2 separate regions of the Bombyx mori genome follow, and region 2 is linked to region 1. Evidence: chromatin contacts called from public Hi-C data. All regions are on one chromosome and are shown on one strand. Each heading gives the region's core, a stretch centred on a gene start, on an enhancer-like site or on the middle of the called end of the contact. The rest is flanking DNA. Distances are from core to core; before and after follow the strand shown.

Region 1 (3,376 bases), core at 113-2,612:
GATGTGGGTGTTCCCCGTTGAAACCGAGGTGAAAGACGATTAATAAATCAAAACAAAAGGGAAATCTATGACTTTAACGTTTTATTTGGTAATGCTAGTAAACGTGTTGAAATTCCATTAAAAATGACTAATCAAGTAAAAAGAAAGTTAATTTTTAACAATTAAACGGAGCAAATTGTATCCACCGTTCGCAGATTTGTTATATGTATAAGAATTTGGAACAGTTGTCCGTAATAAAAATTAGATCTTTTTCATTTTCGTAATAATTATAAGTACCTATGAAAGCAGATCGGCTAGTAGTCTAGTCATCAGATTGTGGGCCAATTCAATATCGAGGTTTATCAAAGAAATCGACTGAATCGCATAAGTTATGTAACCCATTATGATAGTATTTCACATCGTTAACGTCATTCAATTAAATGAGCCTACTTATTAGTATCTAGTGATGTTTCATAAGCACTTTATGAGTTATATAAAAAAAAAATGGTTTCCTCGCAACGTGTAGGTACTGTATTAACATAAAAACTAACCCACTTAAAAGCTTTACAGCTTAATGTGGACAGTTTTGAAACATTTGAAATACGATGACTTCTAGGCGTGTCCACTTAAAATGGAAACGTAAAAATAGAGATAAAGATAATTTGTAAAAAGCGCAGGTTTACATTATAGGGCGGCGCACGCGCTTCGACTTTATCTAAGGTTTTTAGGACAGTTCGCTCGTTATCTTAAGAACCTTACGCTCGTACACGTTTACTCTAAAGTAAATATTTGACTTAGAAAGTGCAGTTCCGTGTAGCACGTTCACGGATAGCTTGTGTGTGCGTAAGCCCGAACGATGCTCGAAATTCGTGGTATGGACAAAAAAAAACTCCCAAAATCAGTGAAGTAAACAGATTATGTGATAGTAAACAACGAACGCTAACTAATCTGTTTTCGAAGTATTTCTTTTTGTTCAAACAAAAGTCTTTTAGAGTACTACGTCGAGCTACAAAAATTTGCTTATAAAATTTTGATAAGCAGAGAAATTTCGTCTCGGCAGTCCGGCGCCTGAGATGAGTATCTCGGTTTTTTTTTTTAAATTTTATTGCGTAATGAGTTGTAGGAAAAGGAAGGTATTATCTTTTTAAACTGTGATACTAAAGTTTTTCGGCTGTCGTAAATAAACCATTAATATACTATAGCAGTCTAAGTCACTGTTCAACCACATCTAAACCAAAGAGGGAACAAATAGCTCCGCATCATTTTCCTCTTAATTATCGCAATAATTTGACATAAAATTTGATCATATAACGGTTCCGATGACGGTCTGTCTGTATACATTAAATCATAAAGCCAGGTCGCGGTTGTGCGCACGTTTAATACGTAATTATTTACAGTACAATAACTCAAGCTCATGTGACGACCGTGACAGACTAAATGAGCACTTGCAACGCTGAACTTTAAAAACGATTTAAACTGTACTTTTCTTATAATTATTGTTTTAGCTGTCTCTACAAATTAATATGTACTCGGTGGCGCAATAGTTAGTGCCCCTGACTCCTGGACGAGGATCGTGGACTCGTTGCCCTAAACACGATCCTCCTGATCCATTGACGGTGCTTTTAGGTACCTCAGGCACCGGTCACCGTCGCTTGTGACGAAGAGCTCGACGAGTAAACTAACCCATAGACACAGCCCACAGTTTCTCGCCGGATCTTCTCAGTGGGTCGCGTTTCCGATCCGGTGGTAGATTCTGCGAAGCACTACTTTTTCTAGCGCCAGTATTAGCGACACTCCCGGCTTGAGCCCCGTGAGCTCACCTACTCCCCTCGGTTACGCTGACATAGCCTCTCAAGGCTATCAGCTTAGGTAGGGAAAAAAAGGACTCGTACATCGTTCGCGAAAACATTCGCATGACCACGATGCATTTTATTTTTTGTCTATGTATATATTTAAACGTATACCAGTCTCTTGATTCCCGCAATACAGGGAATCCGACTGAGAAAAGATGACCGTCTGTGATTTGTAAGCGAAATACTATTTAATACTAAATATATGTAATAAATGCACTGGTGCTATCTCTCATAATCACCTTTTATACAACGTTGTTTGTATACCTTGACTACGATTTGTGTATTCAATAATGTCAATTAAAAAACGTATATACTATAATATCATCATATATATTATCTTGTTTATTATTATTATATGATTCAAACTTAGAACGGTGATACAACGAAATTGAAACTAGTTCATGTTTTGTTTAGATTCGGCACAGGCTTGCCTAATCTTTATTAATTTTACTGTTTCTCGGTCAAATGTAAACGACAGGATATTACACAGCCGCTGACCACACGCCGCGCCGTTTTCTTAGAACAAAATTCTCTCGATTAGCACCGTTGCAACTGCGAGATCTAACGTAGTTGCGAATCAAACATATAATTTAACGTTTCACTGAACATGGTTATTGGAGACCGTAACGTTTCATATCATTCGCAGAGGAATTCAAAATGGACTACCAACGTCAGCTAATGCATTATTATTTTTTTTATTGCTTAGTCTTAGATGGTAGGACGGGCTCAGAGCCCACCTGGTGTTAAATGGTTACTGGAGAACATCTACAACGTAAATGCGACACCAACCTTGAGATATAAGTTTTAAGGTCTCAGTATAGTTACAACGGCTGTCCCACCCTTCAAGCCGAAACGTATTACTGCTTCACGGCAGAGAAATAGGCAGAGTGGTGGTACCTACCCATGCGAACTCACAAGAGGCCCTACCTAGGCATTAGTTCAGTAGTGTAATTAATTTGTTTATTTCAATGCATTGAGCTGCGAGTAAGGAGTAACAGAATTTTATCGAATCGAAATGCTCTAATTTCAAATTACAGCTTTCGATTTTGTTTTTTCGCGTTAATTTACATATATGAATCAAATGCATGACATAACTAATGCTAGTGTTCAATACAAGCGACCGCTACGTGCATAGTTGTCGCAAATACACGAACTACTCATGTAGCTCTGTCTTATAAATAAATTCATTTTGAGATTGTACGTTCATACAACATAGATTACGAACAATGACTGGTAGATATCCCACGGTCCTTTGTCCTGATGTTATTAACTGGCATTGTCGTGGACACGCTTCAAGGAGTTGCGAGGCGTTAGGGAAGTATCCCTCAGGACGACACAACGCGATCAGAATTTAGATTACTTTCGTTACGTTTCAATACATTAATTTAATAATATAATAGTCTCTTGGCGGATGTTTGAAGACCTCATTTTAATACTTATTTGATATTCACGCCGAGTTTTTGTGTGGGATTTGGAAAGCCACTCTTTCATCTTGCGCATGCAAGAACGGTTTCCGGATTCAATCTAAACTTGTGAATGACAAA
Region 2 (3,409 bases), core at 472-2,971, 82 kb before region 1:
GGCAGCCGTTGTAAATACTTGAGACCTTAGAACTCATATCTCAAGGTGGGTGGCATTTACGTTATAGATGTCTATTGGCTCCGGTAACTACTTAACATCAGGTTGGCTGTGAGCTCGTCCACCCATCTATGCAATAAAAATAAAATAAAAATCATATTATTTTCTTTCAGCTTCATCGCTATTCTCGGCAATAGAACTTTACGGAAAACCACTCCTCCGGGCCGCAGTGATTTCAAGAGAAGAGTACCATATACTCTTCTATTATTTAGAAGCAGTTTCCGAAGCTAGTGACGCTCTCGCTGAACGAATGCGAAAATATATCGATTCTGGTCTAATAACGTCCGAAGCAACAACAGGCAATAATGAACCTGTAACAACTTCAAAAAATACTGTCGTCGAAGAAGAAGAACCCCAGAGCCTTCTTACTGAATTAATGCAAGAAGGAGTAATTTCCCAACATGATATTGACGCTTCGTCTATTATAACCGGCTCTGAGGTAAATGAGAATGCAGAAAATCGTAAGTCAGATGATTTGTCAAGTTTGTCGTCGATCAGTACAAGTATACGAAAAATTATAGTTGATATACCATTGGATTGCAACGAGTCTGTCACTGATGCTTCCATTGTGGAGAGTAATGATAACGTCACTACAGTAACCATAAGAAATAGCGGTCAATGTTGCATTGACCACAGGATATCGGCTGACGTTACGGACAATGTGTGGGCTAATGTCAAATGGAATTTTCTTAATCCACATGATTTTGGCTATGATCCCGTTCCAAGCGTCAAAAGAAGCCGGTCTGATTCTGCTATAACTCCAGTCACACAGCGAAAGAATGAAGACTTGTATGAAAGACTACAAGACGCCGATGGAGAGTCTTGCGGGAGCATTACTCCCTACGAATCAATAGAAGATCTATATGAATGCATAAAAAATGGGCAGTATTCAAACTCTGCCGTAGAAGAATCTCCATCTACAGAAAATCAATCTGAGCCACAGTATCCAGACTATTACGAAAAGACTAGTGTAAATCGCCAGAGCTCAGCCAGTAGTGAAAAGAGTGGATCATCGTCTGCGTTTCAATTTTCAAAGTGTGGATCGAGTGAGTCCACGGACGTGTTTATATCATGCGAGTCAACTAGCGGTATAAGTTCATTTCTCTCGAAGGCTATACCGCAATCACTGAAGCGTCGAGACTTACCGCCTCCTCCTGCTGAAGGTAACGCTAGTGAAAGTGCCATCCTGATGAAGCAACTTTTTATGGGTGAATTAATGGATGTTTACGGAGAATATTTGTCCGCATACCCCTATGCTCGTGCTCTGCTCCGTCGGAAAGCGCGTCGAGATGAACATTTTGCTGCGCTCGCGGATATTCGACGAGGAGCCGCTAAATACACGATCGCTGACTACCTCGAATTACCGGTGAGTATTCATAGCTTTTCATAATTCATTAACCGACGGGCGAACTACAAAGCACTTTGAACCCGGCCATTGTCATGTCAACGCTTGCAGTTGAGTTACGAAAGTTAGGATCGATGATCTTCGCTGCACTTGACCTTAACAAGCGAGCCGGCTTCGGCCAAGTCGAGTGTAATGAACGTGTCAAATGTGGTCATTACGTTTAATCGACGATAGAAACGAGAACAATGCGTCGAGGGACGGCGTTCAAGGAGATTGATTTAGATTGAAAGTCGGCTTAAACGTGGCCGTGCGCGACAATGATCTGCGCGACATGAGCACGCGCCGCCCTTTCAATGCTAATGGACCGGAAGACTGCACGTATAGCTCTCTCTAATCAGGCCTAAAGGTATTTTCCTTTGGACTTATTACGAAATTTCAGATTTCATTGAATCGCAGTATATAATATTATCAGTATTTGTTAACCTATGTTTTAAACTCATCCTAGTTTTAGATTTACATTGTAAAGAGATATCTTATTTTATATGTTTTACGACACTGGGAACGTTTGAGATGAGAATTTTACAGACTAGATGTCTAGTAACATATTTCTGGATTGTCGTTTTATAGCTGCACGTGGTACGTGTAAAATCTATTCGTGATTCTGATTCTATCAACGAGACTCGCGCATTCAGCGATAGTTATAAAATGCTGTAACCGAATTAGGGTTGTTACATTTAATTTCTGCTAATCCATAATTCAGAAAATTGTTAACGTGACAAACTTGATTAAAACTTGTGATAAGCAATAAATATATGAAAAGCAGATAAGATTTGTTATGTTTAGTATATGTTGTCGGTTTTAGTAAGCATTTCCAGCCCTAATAAGCGCGTGATGTTGAGATTTGTCCCTCGCGCATTCAAGCTTATCTGATAGCACGGGTACCACTAATACTCTGGAGCTTTTACATTTGTTATTCAATGTGCATATCTCTGTTGAGCACCACGTAAATTTAAAGAGCAAACAGTCAATTAAGCGGCGATTCATGTTGTTAACAGCAATCTAAAGCCCTCGGAACGTATAAAGTTGCATCAGATAAGTTTGATGATATTTGCTTGATGATGTCATATTATTTATGTGTATGTAAATTTTTTATGGATATTTTGAAGAGGCCATATTTCTAGTTTCAGGCTTTTCTTTCATTAATATTTTAGCCTTATTGCCTTTTGAACTTACATTTACACTTACAACCAAAAATACCGAATATCGTAATATATATGAATGGGACTGTAATGCGTTTTGTATTTTTGTTTTGTAGTTTTGTATTTGCTAAACAAAGTTAATGTTGCATGATTCCCTACACCAGAACGATACAATTGACAGAAAACGAAGAAATAATAAGACAACAGGTAATAATTTTCATTAGTAAAGGCATACCAAAAATAAAACATGAAGCTTTACCTTACCTTCCTAATATGTAAAGTCAATTTGGTTTACCTACTTAATTGTTCCCAATTTTAAATCTGCATCTTACCCACGCTAACACAACAGCCGTAAAAAAAACAAATATTATTATACTACACAAATATGTGTTGGTAGTAAAAAACTAAAAATAATTACGTGTTCATCGAGAGAAACCGACATGGAAATATTTCACAATAAATGTAACCCCATCTTTATGTATCGCCCACGCGGCTTACAAACAAATCGATACACATGAATACTGATAGATTATTCAGAATATTATAGTGTTATAGGTGAGTTGTAGAGATTATAATATTAATTTTTCCGTATCTCACTTATGGTTCATATGAAATCTTTTCGATTACAATTTCAACTATTGCAATGTTTTAGTGAATTTCTAAATCTAATCAAAGTTCTAAATATTGTTAGAACCAAGTAAGACTTCACAAATCTGTTTAATTAATAGATATCTGTCTTTTTCCTGAGACATTCCTGACACACACAGATAAAATTTGTTTTTTTTTTGGAGATTACAATTTAATTATG

What was found. Hi-C and Micro-C count contacts between places; a contact is called where the count stands out from the background.
Region 2: a contact with region 1 is called in a Hi-C map of posterior silk gland, with 1.6 times the contacts expected there. The contact joins two enhancer-like sites. A contact is called at or near these places in 2 of 7 Hi-C or Micro-C datasets (posterior silk gland and whole pupa).

Annotation. Positions count from the first base shown.
Region 1 is chr3:7,460,242-7,463,617 of ASM3026992v2, reverse strand. The region is part of intron 3 of LOC101739889; the gene reads left to right. Among protein-coding and RNA genes, the nearest start is that of LOC100529205, 23 kb to the right of the region's middle. Within about 2 kb of position 1,362, at least 3 of the 8 cell types and tissues checked have open chromatin away from gene starts, as enhancers often do.
Region 2 is chr3:7,542,068-7,545,476 of ASM3026992v2, reverse strand. LOC101739889 reads left to right here. Exons shown (of 11, transcript XM_038021503.2): 3 at 171-1,423. Among protein-coding and RNA genes, the nearest start is that of LOC119631014, 6.6 kb to the right of the region's middle. Within about 2 kb of position 1,721, at least 3 of the 8 cell types and tissues checked have open chromatin away from gene starts, as enhancers often do.